Linked DNA regions of Rattus norvegicus: all the other regions are linked to region 1. Evidence: chromatin contacts called from public Hi-C data. All regions are on one chromosome and are shown on one strand. Each heading gives the region's core, a stretch centred on a gene start, on an enhancer-like site or on the middle of the called end of the contact. The rest is flanking DNA. Distances are from core to core; before and after follow the strand shown.

What was found. Hi-C and Micro-C count contacts between places; a contact is called where the count stands out from the background.
Region 2: a Hi-C map of Schwann cells shows a contact between it and region 1, with 9 times the contacts expected there. The contact joins the promoter of Adamts5 here to the enhancer-like site in region 1. A contact is called at or near these places in 2 of 12 Hi-C or Micro-C datasets (Schwann cells and psoas muscle).
Region 3: a Hi-C map of hepatocytes shows a contact between it and region 1, with 2.2 times the contacts expected there. The contact joins two enhancer-like sites. A contact is called at or near these places in 5 of 12 Hi-C or Micro-C datasets (the A7r5 cell line, the Rat2 cell line, Schwann cells and 2 more).

Annotation. Positions count from the first base shown.
Region 1 is chr11:39,957,274-39,962,232 of GRCr8, reverse strand. No RefSeq gene overlaps it. Among named protein-coding and RNA genes, the nearest start is that of N6amt1, 110 kb to the left of the region's middle. Within about 2 kb of position 2,987, at least 7 of the 93 cell types and tissues checked have an H3K27ac peak or open chromatin away from gene starts, as enhancers often do.
Region 2 is chr11:38,530,897-38,535,855 of GRCr8, reverse strand. It overlaps Adamts5 (ADAM metallopeptidase with thrombospondin type 1 motif, 5), which reads left to right and starts at 2,340. Exons shown (of 8, transcript NM_198761.2): 1 at 2,340-3,831. The coding sequence starts at 2,737.
Region 3 is chr11:38,944,850-38,949,808 of GRCr8, reverse strand. No RefSeq gene overlaps it. Among named protein-coding and RNA genes, the nearest start is that of Adamts5, 410 kb to the right of the region's middle. Within about 2 kb of position 2,693, at least 2 of the 93 cell types and tissues checked have an H3K27ac peak or open chromatin away from gene starts, as enhancers often do.

The DNA of each region.
Region 1 (4,959 bases), core at 1,738-4,237:
AGCGGCTGATTAAGTTAATACTTCAGTTTCTTGAGGCCGACTCGAACACCTAAACTTTGAATTATTCATACAGTGAATGGTGTGATTTGACGTTATCAGCAAACCAGAAACAACTAATCAGGGTGTGAATGGAAGTGAAATATCCTCGCTGTTAGAGTATATCAGCTGCTGTAAAATTGCAAGTCAATTTTTTTAAACGTGTTTGGTTCATAATTTAGTCTTTCCGTCTTGCAGTCTAGGAGGTCGTCTAAAAGCAGCAGACTGTGTAGTGAGGTACAAACAGGTTCCTACTTCAAAGTTTGCCTCATCTGTATAACAAAGTTGAGACCAATCAACAGGAGACCTTATCTCAACAAAACACAGAAAGCAAAGCAAAGCAAAAACAAAACCAGATTTATACATTTTATGACGAATCTGTCTAAGATTGCTTTCGATATATACACACGTGAGTTAGAAGAGTCTTGAAGCTTATTATAAAACGATATCTGGGGGCTGGGGATTTAGCTCAGTGGTAGAGCGCTTACCTAGGAAGCGCAAGGCCCTGGGTTCGGTCCCCAGCTCCGAAAAAAAAGAACCAAAAAAAAAAAAAAAAAACCAACAACAACAAAAAAACGATATCTGCAAACTCCCAGCACAAGCTTCACACATGAGAAGGGTTATAATGTACAGAGGCTGTGACTCACTGTATTACGAAATAATAAATTCACACAAAAGTCCTCTACTGGCGCAGGCAGGGAAGGCTGATGGGTGCGTGTTCAGAGCGCGGAGCCCCACTTTTAGGCGAGTAAGAAATGACTCTAGGTTACTCACTGCCCAGAAAGTGCTCAGCGATGGGGTGTTAACAGTGTCCAGTAACAGAGGGGAGGCCCTTGGTCCTGTGGAGACTCGATGTCCCAACGTAGGGGAACGCTAGGATAGCGAGGTAGGCGTGAGCAGATGGGTTGGGGAGCTCCCTCATAGAAGTAGGAGCATGGGGAGTACGGGAGAGGGAGTTTGCGGAGGGAAACTGGGAAGGGGGTAACATTTGAAATGTAATAAATAAAATAACCAATGGAGGGGGCAGTGTCCAGCAACAGCTCGTAGGTCTGACGCAGTAGTGGAGGAATGCATTGGGAGGAGTATCTACTGGCGTTGACTTACTGTCTCATTCTTCGACAACTTCAGAATTACAGGACATTCTGTGTCCTTGATGACACTGTAGCTTCAAAGCACCATTTACCGGCTACAGAAACGACACGGAAAAGAAAAAGATGGACCTTCTTTCAGGGATTGTTCACCGTCTGCGTCATGAGGCTCCTCCAAGTCCGCCCCTCGCGTCTGCTCCTCTTTCCTTTCTGAGCTGGTTTTTGTCTTTTGCTTTCTTATCGAGCGAGCAACTCCCCTCACCCATTCCCTCCCACCTCATAATCCGTCGTCTGGACTCCTAAGACAAGGGAGCGAATGTCTTAACCCGATGAAGTCCTCATCGGACACTGTTAGATTCCAATTACCATCAACCCCTTCTTCTTTCTCTGGGCTTTTCTTTCCTGATATCCCGAGGTCTTATAACTGTCCATGTTCTGTAAAGTTTGGGTTCAAGCAATAGACAGGAGCCTTATCCAGTTTCATATTTTGTTTCGGGGACTGAATGGTGTCCTCCCCAACCTGGCCCAGTTATGATGTTGAATTCTCACTCTGTAAAACTGCAGAATGTAAATGTGTTTGTCTTTGTTCGTTCGTTTGTTTTTAAAGGATAGAATAGAGTTTATTTATGGGCATGGGAAGGGGAGTTGAGAAGGGAGTAGAGACCGAGCGAGAGAACGAGAGAGCACGAGAGATAGAGAGCATGAGAGAGCGAGAGAGCGAGAGAGAGCAAGAGCGAGAGCGAGAGCGAGAGCGAGAGAGAGAGAGAACGAGAGAGCGAGAGAGCATGAGAGAGCGAGAGAGCAAGAGAGAGAGGGAGTGAGAGAGAGAACGAGAGAGCGAGAGAGCATGAGAGAGCGAGAGAGCAAGAGAGGGAGAGAGAGAGAGAGAGAGAGAGAGAGAGAGAGAGAGAGAGAGAGAGAGAGAGCACGCTCCGGGAACAGCTGGGGGGGGGAGGGGAAAGAGGGAGAAAAGGGTTAGGGAGAACAAAGGGGGTCAGAGAGAGAAAAGGGGCAGAGAGTGTAAATGCATTTGTAATTAGTGGAGCTAGGGTGTCTGGAGAAGTTATTAGGGGTTCAGGAAGAGAATCCGTTGACTGTAATACTGGCCTCACAATGGGGACCCCGCTGGCTCGTGATTTTAGCACTCAGTTAGCTACAGAGCAACATGGAGACTGTGGCCACCCATAAGCTGAGGAGAGGGGCCTCACAGGAAATCAACTTTACTCTTGGTCAGCTTCCAGCACGGTGAGAAACACATTTCTGTCGTCCAGGTCATTTACTCTGTGGCACTTCCTTGTGGCTGTCCTAGCAGAAAGGCTCCCTCCTTAGCTGGTGAACGTGAACTCCTCAGTGGAATGCACACCCTCTGTGCAGGGATATGCTGGTCATCTGAATTTTAGTGCCTGAGCTCCAGAAGCAAGGAAGCACTCTCCGGGAGGTCCTTTTTCTTTCTTTCTTTTTTTTTTTTGATTCCCCAAATGGGCTTTCCTGGCTTTGAGGACTCCCCCCCCCCCCCAGCCCCCAGACACTATGGCCTCGATGATGGTAGAGACAATCGTGTATGGAACAGATGCCCGGACGCAGTGTTTTAAAACAGCACTGTTGCATTTCTAGGAGACTCAGCGCAGCCATCCCTCCTTATATTATCCAGGGCCCCTGCGACTGCCCAAGAAGCTCCCAGGGAATAGAACAAACTTAAGTGTATTTCTGCATGGGGGCAGAGATACAGCTAAGACCAAAGGGAAGAGTTTGGTCTAAAACTCTCTTTTCCTAGGGAACTTTTTCTTCCAGTGTGGGACAGGCACATGTCTCTAGAGGTCACCGAGGTGCCAGAGTGTGGCTTGAGCGCTAGAAGCTGCAGATGGCAGTAAGACACCACGCATGAGTGTGTAAGAGCACACCCACGCTGTCATCTGCTTTTTCTTCCTTAGTGGGTAAGTTACTGGAACATTAAAAAAAAGATTATTTATGGTGAAAAATTTGGAAAAGCGATCATGCCTGAGTTTTCAAGTTCACTCCTCGGCTGTGCTGCAAAGTACCAGGCAGCAGCCTCCCTCGGAGGAGGCCCTCAGCACACACGTCGCTGCTCCGGCTACCAGCTTGTGCAGAATCCCGGTGTCAGACTGACACGGATTTTGAAATCCAACCTCAGAGATGTTCCTAACCTCCTTTCAAGTTTCTAAAGATATGTTTACCAAATGTCGACGAGGGAATAATGATTCTCAGAACTTAATGGCAAGGAGTGACGGGACACAAATTAATCCTGACTGAGGCGTAGATGCCACCACCCCACACGAGATAGAAGGAAAGAATTCAAAACTGGACCTTTGAGGAACTTGATAATTACTGTTTTCAGCAAAGTGTAACTTTAAACCAGAGGAGCAGACTTTCTGGACAGGTCCAGACATTAAATCTTTCCGGTTTTATGAGCTCCTCAGTCTCTGTCTCAGCTACCCAGCTCTTGAATTGTACCCCGAGAGAGCAGTCATTGACATCCCCAACCCCCACAGTACAGGAGGCTCATTTCAGAGTTTTCCGGAGTCTCCTTCAACCTAGCCTTATTTTCAATCTTTCTATAGTAGAATTGAGCTCGTTAAAAGATAAGTTTCCTCTTTTGTATTTTTAAAAAGTTAATCCTTTTGCCTCCTGTACGTCTCAGACATGACTTTGTGATGCTGCACCCCTTTTCTTTGTTTTTGAAGAGATAAAATGTTGATTTGGGCCGAAACAGAAAACCTTATCCCGAGGTTGCCATTGGAGAGAGGTCTAGTCATCTTTTTGGCATAGGCAAGCTTCATTTTGTCTTATTCTGTCTCATGTGGTTCATCTGGCTTGAGTTCAACCTTAGGAACAAGGGTTGAGACTTGGAGCTGTGCTCACATTGGAACTGGACCAGCAATGTAGAGGGGCCAGATAACGTAAAACAAAATGTGTGCTTGTTGCACAAACAAGCCGGCGTAGGGCGTAAATCCTGCCTTCGTTGTGCTAGAGGGTGAAGTGAAGGTACCTTTTAAAACCATGACCTGTATCTTAACAAAGCACACTTCAGGATTCTCAGAAAAGTGATGTGTTAATACTCAGGTCCTGTAGGAGGTAATTACAGATGATGTTCACCGATAGCTTCTTGCCAATGTTTAATCCTTGGCTGGTAACAGTCCAGGTTTAAATAAGGATGCTGAGTGAGTAAACCTGACCATGAAGATCAAAGGAAAGAGATCCGGAGGCTCCCCCCACCTCTGTGTTGTATTCTTGTGTTCCAAGTGTGTTAGGAACCTGGGCTTTCCCCAGTGGACACCCATGGAAGCCAGGGACTGATGTCTGGATGTCTTTCCCAAATCACTTTCTACCTCATTATTAATTATTATTATTTAATTTTGGAAAAGACTTCAGTTTTAGTTTAAGTTCGTGTGTGTGTTTGTGTGTGTGTGTGTGTGTGTGTGTGTGTGTGTGTGTGTGTATGTGTGTATGTGTGTGTGTTCGTGCGCGCGTGCGTGTAGATATCAGAAGACGGCGTTGGGTATCTCCAAGCTGGAGTTGTAGGATTGTGACTCTTCGTTGGTTCTAGGGATTAAGCTCAGGTTCTCTGCAAGAACAGAGGGAAATATCAACTGTCTCCCCACCTCCTCTACCTTAGTGTTTGAGGCAGGGGTTCTCAGTCAATCTCATACTCACCTTCAAGTTGATTGGCTGTCCACCAAGCCTTCAGGATCCGCCCACTTCTGCCCCTCCTGTTGGCACTGTAGGAACTTGCAGCCACAGCAGGCTTTCGATGTGATCCTCCTGCCTGTGAGGCAGGCACTTTACCCACCGACCCTGTTTAGCTTTGTATAAAGAT
Region 2 (4,959 bases), core at 1,091-3,590, 1.4 Mb after region 1:
GGAAGCAGAGAGCGTTTCTCCTGAGTGATGTACCTCCTCCAATAAAGCCGCACCTCCCAACTCTTCCCGAACCTCTCCACCAACTGGAGACCGCACGTATGCACCTATGGGGGCTGTTCTCATGCTGGCCTCTGCTACACGAATAGGTACCAGGTAATCTTCCCTGGAGTTACTTTGGTCGTCGTAAACCTGAAGGCTACTGGGCCACGGAGAAGATGGCCGGTACCTCCATTCTCTGCCTTTGATGCTTGCCCACTGCCTTGGAATGCTGACTACAGGAAACCTACTTGATCATCTTGAGGATTGAGGAGCAAGTGTTTCAGCAGCAGCCTCCTTCTAGGTCCTGATTGGTTTCAGGATCCAGCCAGTCTTTCTCAACTTCTCCCATGTCCACCCCCCCCACACACACCTTGTTCTGTCTCTCTGAAACCCATGCCCTCTTTTACCTTAACTGTTGTTTCTTGGACTGCCTGGTACCTTACCTGAGAATGTACTATTTGGGGGAGCTATGCAAGTGCACCTGCTCTCCTCTGAAGCAATGAAGCTGAAAAGGATGGAAATGTGTAAATTATATGAGGTGTGTGCGGATTCCAGTATTGGACCTGCCTGCCACCCATCAGCTTGCTCTGAGAAAGCCAGTGGGTTTTCCAGTTCACCTTCTTAGAATTGATAATGAGAGGGGAAAAGGGATGGAGGAAGTAAGTGGCAGGGGCCATGCCATCTGCCCACTAATAACCACCAATCACCTCCCCTAAAGTATTCTTCCATTGGAATAGGAGCTTTGGAAATGATCCTGGAAGCAAGAGTAGGGGACCGACAGTAAGTGAATGACTTAGGAGAGATGTAGTAAGTGAATGACTTAGGAGAGATGTAGTAAGTGAATGACTTAGGAGAGATGTAGTGAGTAAACAAACAAAGGAGTGCTTGCCATTTAATTACCTTTTAAGAAGGAAAGAGAGAAAGTGTGAGCACAAATATAAAAGTTTGGGGTGGGGGTGCTGAATTCCCTTCAAGAGTTAACTCTTTCCCACCCTGACATCCTACAGCTCAAAGAGTTCCAGTGGCTGGGATAAGTGACAGATTGTGGGCACTGACCAACTATGCGCTGGAAAAAGCTGGGAGCACCGCCATTTATACACAAAGCCAAGGACTTCCCAGGCCGCAGCCGGCCCTGTTGGGGTCACCGCAGTGCTGCATGCCCAGAGACGCGCCAGGAAGCACCCGTGGCTGCCCGGCTGCTCAGCTGGTGGCCGGGAGAAGTTAGTCACCCCTAACCCGAAGTCAGCAAGTGTTGGAGCTTGAACAAGCTAGAAGATGAAAAGTCTGGAGATCAGCTACCCAGACGACTGGAGGGAGCCAGGGAAAAGAAAGATGGACTTGGGAGTGCACGGGCAGCTGCCCTGTCCAGTGAAGTTACCAGGTCAACAAGGCCAGAGCGCACCGGCCCACAAAATGAGGCAAGAACTTCATATCCCGTGCAAGAACAGCAAGGGGAAGGAGCTAGGGAGAGACTTTAAAAACACACCAAAACACCCCTTAAGGAGATGAGGTAAGCCGAGGTTAGCCAACCCCGTTTGGTTGTGAAATACCACAACAGACCCTGAGTTGCTGTGGCTTTAAATGAGGCCAAGTGAATTTTCTTGTTTTCTGCCCAAATGCTGTCTCTCTCTCAATCTCTCTCTCCCCCTTGCTCCCTCCTTTGTCTCTCCTTCCACCTTGTTAGCTAGGTTCTGGTCCCTTCCTCTTTCCGGGTCTCCCTTTCCTCGATCACCCTCCGCCTCTCCCGGCGCCCTCCCCCATCAGATTAGGCGCGGACCGGGAAGGGTGGGAGTGGTGGGGGAAGCTCTCCCTTTAAGAGGCAGCGTGCAGTGACGAATTGTTGAAATTGCCATTGCAGGATGGCACGCCGCTATAAATTCATTGTCCCACCTCCTCGCATCTTCACAGCGCCTGAGCCGCTCTCCGCGCCCGCAGCAGCCGCCGACTGGGGATGATCCCGGGCGGGAGAACGCGGCAACGGAAGGGACCAGGACGCGCCGCCTCGCTGGCTCTCCGCAGGCCGCCTCCTAGCTTTTGATTTTAAACATTTTAGGTGTTTTCTTTCTTTCTCTCTTTTCTTTTCTCCCGTCTCATTTCTCCCCGCCTTCGGGTTCCAGCAGAGCCGAGGAAGCCCTCAGAATAAGAAAGGAAGTGGGTCGGAGCTTGGAAGCTCTGCAGCCGGCCAGCCCCGGGCTTCGAGGGGGCGGGAGCCAACGCGCACCAGTTGCGGGCCGGGAGCGCGGTCCCCCTCCTTACTCTCTTTGCTCGTTTGTTTTAATCTGTTTGTGCAAAAATCTTGTCTGCGTTGGGCCTCTCTCCTTTATTTTGTATTCGGTAGCTCTCCAACTCCTGGCTTTTGCTCCCACCACCACCACCCTTTATTTAATTTTTTTAAATATTTTTAATTTTTTTTTCTTCCTCCGTCTCTTGGACCTCAATTCCAAACATTTTCCAAACCAACAAAGAAAAGTTCGCACGCTGGCACCGCGGCCAGGACAGCCTGGCGCTCTGCTGCGGGTTCCCCCTACCCTTTCCTGGACACTTGACTCAACCTTGCAAGCAAGTGTGTAGAGTGTGTGGGTGTGGGAGGGTGGGTGGGAGGGTGAGCCCCCCACCCCCGCCCCTGAAACTTCTATAGCAAATAGCAAACATCCAGCTAGACTCAGTCGCGCAGCCCCTCCCGGCGGGCAGCGCACTATGCGGCTCGAGTGGGCGTCCTTGCTGCTGCTACTGCTGCTGCTGTGCGCGTCCTGCCTGGCCCTGGCCGCTGACAACCCTGCCGCGGCACCTGCCCAGGATAAAACCAGGCAGCCTCGGGCTGCTGCAGCGGCTGCCCAGCCCGACCAGCGGCAGTGGGAGGAAACACAGGAGCGGGGCCATCCGCAACCCTTGGCCAGGCAGCGCAGGAGCAGCGGGCTGGTGCAGAATATAGACCAACTCTACTCTGGCGGTGGCAAAGTGGGCTACCTTGTCTACGCGGGCGGCCGGAGGTTCCTGCTGGACCTGGAGAGGGATGACACAGTGGGTGCTGCTGGTGGCATCGTTACTGCAGGAGGGCTGAGCGCATCCTCTGGCCACAGGGGTCACTGCTTCTACAGAGGCACTGTGGACGGCAGCCCTCGATCCCTAGCTGTCTTTGACCTCTGTGGGGGTCTCGATGGCTTCTTCGCAGTCAAGCATGCGCGCTACACTCTGAAGCCGCTCTTGCGTGGGTCCTGGGCAGAGTCCGAACGAGTTTACGGGGATGGGTCTTCACGCATCCTGCATGTCTACACCCGCGAGGGCTTCAGCTTCGAGGCCCTGCCGCCACGCACCAGTTGCGAGACTCCAGCGTCCCCGTCTGGGGCCCAAGAGAGCCCCTCGGTGCACAGTAGTTCTAGGCGACGCACAGAACTGGCACCGCAGCTGCTGGACCATTCAGCTTTCTCGCCAGCTGGGAACGCGGGACCTCAGACGTGGTGGAGGCGGAGGCGCCGTTCCATCTCCAGGGCCCGCCAGGTGGAGCTCCTCTTGGTGGCTGACTCTTCCATGGCCAAGATGTATGGGCGGGGCCTGCAGCATTACCTGCTGACCCTGGCCTCTATTGCCAACCGGCTGTACAGTCATGCAAGCATCGAGAACCACATCCGCCTGGCCGTAGTGAAAGTGGTGGTGCTGACCGACAAGAGTCTGGAGGTGAGCAAGAACGCGGCCACGACCCTCAAGAACTTTTGCAAATGGCAGCACCAACACAACCAGCTAGGTGATGACCATGAGGAGCACTACGATGCAGCCATCCTGTTCACCAGAGAGGTAGGTGATGCAGGTGGGTACCCAGCTCTAGGATGCAGACAGGTGGAAGGGAGGGTCTTGCTGGCGGCTCTGCTTTTCCCATAAATGACTTGTCACTCAGTAGAGATTTACTTAAATGCATCTTGTGACACACTCAGCCTCCACTTTCACTCAGCTTTTCTGCTTAGCCTCTGCCTTAATCCTTGCTTTAAGTGAGGGAACCGGCTTAGGAGATCAACATTCACTAGACTAGATGCCAGGCAGACAGGACAGCGGAGTGTATGATCATGATAAGGGGATATGCTCGTGTGTGGGGAGAAAGTGTACAGTTGAATGGCAAAAGGGAAAAAGTAAGACTGTCTCTGAAATTGGGTGTTTTCTACTTCGCAGTGAAGACAAAAGTTCTACTTTGTCCAACTTAACGAGAAGTTGGCAGTTGTTTTTATCTGATTGATGGCCTCCCTTGTAAATGTCCTTAAACGAACTCTTCTGCAACACTAGCCTTTTCCAAAGGACTCCTTTTTCTAATGTGGCTTCCAAATGGGCTTCTGACATATCCACCTTGGAATCTGAGTTCCTGAGAAGGAAGGAATGTGGGAGGGACAGGAGGATGCAGAAGCCCAATCAGCGGTGAGGACAAACCCCAAGGCCCTCTACCAGCACATCAGAAGCACCACCCTTCCACCCGGCTGCCAAACAAGGGTCAAATCCAGTTGGAAGGTTTGGGGTTTGGATGAATGTGTTTCTGAAGTTCTGGGCAGAGCTTCAGGATGTGGGGAAGAATGTTTTCCAAGGACTTCCCCACGTTAAGGATGATGGTTACAGAGAAGGAAAAGAGATGGGTCATTATAAGCCCAGACATTCTGGGAGCAACAAATCTATTTACGCAGTTAGCAGACCACCATGTTAGCATGACAGTTCAGACAAAACGTCTTGCTGGTAGTTGTGAGCCCGAGCATTTAGAAAGCTCCCCCCATTACCATTCCTTATGTATCCCCCTCCCAGTCCTGTTGAATTTCTTCTTCCCAGCCAATCCTTTTCTGCCGCCGTGTTTATGTGCACGTGTACAATAGGTGATCACAGCTTCATTGTCTGAATGATGGGATGGCTATGCCTGGCATATCTAGAAGAGAGCATGCCTGCTGTCAT
Region 3 (4,959 bases), core at 1,444-3,943, 1.0 Mb after region 1:
TAATTCAGTAGATGTCAACGTTCCTTATATCTCTAATAACATGGGGTCTCCATTTCTACATAAACTTCACTTCATTCAATAACTCCTCTAGACCTCCTTGTAGGACCTGACACCTTGCCATACAGTTCTAGATAGTATTTGCTCTTGGGAACATGGCCTTTGTCCACTTGCTCTTGTATCTTTACATGTGTAAAATAAATACCGCATAGAGAAATAGACAGTACTGCTAAATTTGTTGCAATTTTGAGAAGTAGTCTAATCATGTGGGGCCACAGTTATATCGACTTGGCATGTGCTGAACTTGGGGAACATTTCTCAAGAGGTTTGCTCTTTAGTAGAGATGTCCTTTCATGACACTTTCAGTTCAGGCTCTCTCATTGCCAGGTAATTTGGCCTTTTATAATTTGGAACCTTTCTCGTGTTGGGTCTTGTTTTCGAAGCATGCCAGCAGAAAAGACACCAAGGTGCTAATTCACTTAATGGTTGCCGGTGTTTTCTGAGTACCTATTCTTTCTGTAACTTTCTTCTTTATGCATTTTTGTTACTTTTAGTTATGTGTATGAGTGTACCCGTGTATCAGTAAGTGCGTGTGAACACAAGTGCTTGCAGAGACCAAGAGATATCAGGTCCCCTGGAGTCAAAATTAGAGGAAACTGTTGCCCATATCTTCTGGATGTTGGACATCCAAAATCAAGTCTTCAGCAAGAATAGTTTGCAGCTTAACTTCTGAGCAGTCTCTTGAGCCTTGTCTGGCTACAACATTAGACTCCTTCCTTCCCGCTACATATTCAAATCTGCTTTCTTCCACTTCCTGCTCTTTCACAGACGGGCTGGAGATGCGAACTGACCAGCAACTATGACATAGCTTAAATTCTGTGGTCTTGAGATTTCGTCTGTCTCAACTTCATGCCCGTGACCTCACTCTGACTCAGGTTCTAAGGACTCAGAGAGAATACAATATGTGCAGCGTTTTGCTAAAATGTAATAAGAACGACCTCATCACCTAGCATCAAGTGGAACTGTCCTTGTGTCCCTTTAAAAACTAGAAGTATAGGACACCAGAACACAGCCATCAGTACCAACTAACCGGAACTCATCGGAGTTTGCAAAGACTAAAGCAGTCACAATGGATCCTGCATGGTTCTGCACCAAGTCCTCTGCATACATGTCGTAGTTCTTTAGCTTGAGGTTTTGTTGGACAATGGCAGTGGGGGGTGTCTCTAACTTCTTTGCCAGCTCATGGGACTTCATCTAGTTTTGACTGAGGGCATGTGCCTAGTTTTGTTGAATCTTAGTGTACCAAGTTTGATATCACAAGAAGGCTTGCTTTTTTCTGAAGGGAAATAGAGGAACAGTGGATCTGTGGGAGAGGAGAGGTGATATGGGATCTGAGGGGAAACATGGGATGGAGGGGAGACTGAAATGCCTATATATTGGATTAGACAGACTGAATGAATGAATGAATGAATGAATGAATGAATAGAAAATGTAGGGATCAGGCCATCATTTTCTACTTTTCTCCTGGCCTTGTTCTCTCCTGTACTCCCACCATAATCTTCCTCTAGCAATGTGTATAGCATTCTAGGGACTTTCAAACTTGTGGCTTCAAATTCCTCCTCACTCTTCCCACAAACCAGTTCTAAACATGTAAAGCCCATGCTTTAGGCTAAATTCATTAACACCCAACTTTATTGTTCCTAATTATCTGTATTAGTTACTTTCCTTATTAAAGAAATAAGGAGATAGTCCATCATAGTGGGAACACTATATGATTAGGTGATGAGTCAAGTCATTACATTGCATTAGATTAACCGTGCATCAATCAACGATTGTATCAAAACTAGATATTTAGCAGAATTTTACTCCAATAAGCAGAAATATACAGAGGTAACTTACTTTGTGAGTCTCTTAAAGTATAGAAGGGAGACAGGTATTCAGAAAATGTCCTATGGCTTGGTAGAACTACTACTATATTTAAAAATTCTAGGAAGCAAACAGAGAAGGCCCATTCAGCACAAAACCACATGTAAAGCAGACATGAAAAAATTAGTACGCAGCATTGGCAGATGGAATGCAACAGATAGTTAACACACAGCTACACTCTCTGCTTTGTGCCGAGGAAATAGTTCTAATGTATACATTACAAGACCTTCTGAAGGTCATGTGGGGTTGAGAAACTTAGAATGGTGAGAGAGATTCTGGTAGGATTAAACATCAAACTAAAAATCCAAAAACTGAAAAGTGCTGTGTCAGCAGAGAAAACATGCTGTTAAGAGCTAAATGATTACCCCTTATATTATGTAAATTGAAGCTTTAATACTCATTGCAGAGGTTAATAGTATAGGATTAGTGTCATTATAATAAAAGACACTAGAGGGCTCTGCTTGCATCTGCATGAGAAGACATGCTGAGAAAACAACAACCAGAAACCCAGGAGTTGAGTGGACTTCTGGATTGCACATATGTGGGCCAATACATTCAGATCATCTAAGACCCCAGTCCTTTGTATTTTATTGTGAACATCTGAGCTTGTGAGGACAGAGTAAATGATATCTGATTTTTAAAAAAGAGCATGTATATAATTCATCAGCTAAATGAGCCATCTCAAGGGAAGAAATGTGATTATATCTAGAGAAGCACCACCATTTGGAAATAACAGAATGGAGGAAGTCCTATGGAATGATGGAATGAACTAGGCTGTAGCACTTAAGTGAGGCTGCAGAATCTTATGTCTTCAGTAAAGCTATGGTATGTGTGGTCTTTATGTAATGGGAGGAACTGAGCCTCCAGCAGTAAGAGATTATATTCTTTGCACTCCTACCTCAGAAACAGGGTGGAGATGGCTGGGAGCAAGAGACACCAAGCCAAAGAAAACTATTCTTTTGCCTCGAGACTCTAGCGCTTACAGTTGATATTGGAACAAGCAAAGAATAACTGCATTTCGTATGCGATAAGGTCATGAAATTGAGTTTATGAGCAGTGCAGTGCTATGGACAGAATCCAATGTCTGACAAAATTTGAAGTTGATAGTCCTTAACCCAAAGCTGTTGTATTTGAAGGAGGTAGGAATTAGGGTTCAAAAAAATCATGTGCTTAGAGCTTTGATCTGATAAGTCTACAGACAGAACACAGTCATCTGTAACTCAGGAAAATGACTCACGCCAAGAAGACTCACATCCTCTATTTTGAAATTACTGTAAGCAAATATATTTAAGAAACCCTATTTATAGTATTTCTTATGGAAGCCCCAGTGGTCTAATAAACAGGACTAAATAGTCTTATTTTAAAATGATTTGAACTAACCGTCTCTTACTAAATTTCTCTAACCTCAATTGTATAAAAATATATATTTTTTTATTTTTGGAAATGTCAGTTCATTCCTTCTGAGATAGCTGCACAAACAATTCTTTTGAGTGAAGCATTGCAATATGATATAGGTGTGTTTTGCAAATCAGCCATGATTCTTCACAGAAATTCAAGAAACAACTAATCCTTAGTAATGAAGTTGTTCACATCATTTTTCTTATAAAATGTTTCTTGATTTTACACTCCCACCAGGACAGATGATGACATTAGAGCCTGGGGAATGAAGTGACTCCATATTGAAACTATATAGCGTAAAACTTACATTGGAAGTCACTGGTAAATATGTCGTAAAGTATGTTGAAAGTGAAGAGTACGTTTCTTTTCTTAAATATGTTACACAATTAAGAAAATAATACCTTCCTGAAATCCCAAAGTTGTTCAGATTTTCTAGGGAGCCAATGATTTTCCAAAAGCATGGTATACATTTCTTTATAGTTATTATTAGAAAAATAAATCATACTGCTCAAAAAACTGAATTACTTCACAATTCATAACCCAAGATTGCTAGTTACACACATAAACTAGTGAGTGTGAAAGGCAATTCAGAGAGATAACTATTTGGATTGCAACTGTCAACTATCTTGGATTATATTTGATGTGTGTGTGTGTATGTGAGGGTGTGTGTGTGTGTGTGTGTGTGTGAGAGAGAGAGAGAGAGAGAGAGAGAGAGAGAGAATGTGTGTGCGTGCATGTGTGTACACGTTCACCCACACATGCATGCCTGCTCACACACACATGTATTTACAAGTTTACTCTTTTGCAGAATTTACTTTGTGGATTTCCCCTCTTCTGTACTTCTTTTTTAAAGTATGTGAAGAAAATAAAAGCATAAATAATATTCAAGTGTCTTATCTTGTAACAAAATCCTTTTTTCTTGATGTTTTGTGCCTCATTTCTACAAAAGGACAGCTCCTAACACTGTTTAAATAAAACAAAATTTTATCTCTAGCATAATAACGGTTGTACAAAGGGGGAATATTTTAACATTAGTAGTTATATAAATTACAATTTCTAAAATTAAGTTTAAAAATGAAAGCACTGAAAATTTTAATTGCTTTTGATTGTCACTTCTTTTTCAAGGGTCATTCTCTAAAATAGCATATAAAATTAAGATTTTTCATACTAATACAGTAAGCCATGTTCTACATTTAATAAATATTTTGCTGGTAGCTGGGTGGTGCCGAGCACACAAAGTAGTCCTGTTGAGTTCTGTGGAGTTGAGTCAGGTCTTCTGGAAATGTTGCATACTTATCACTTCTTTTGTCTTCGTGAGACAGATACTGATCAGGAACATTCAACCCACCAGTGCTGCCTCACCTGTCAAAGACGTGCCAACCTGAACAAGAAATCATTTCCATTCAATTAGCTCATGTTTGAAACTAAAGACATTAACGTATCATGGTTTCATACTCAATTCTAAAACCAAGAATTTGGTGGAGGAGTCATGTTTGTTTTAGATTTCTAGCAATACTTGTTTTATTGGGGGTGGGTGGGTGGAGTTGGGTCCTTTGGCCTCTTCATGTAGTTTCTGTGCCAGGATTAGCTGGTCATTGTTCATGGCGATTTGACTCTCTCCAGGGAATATGTAGCCAT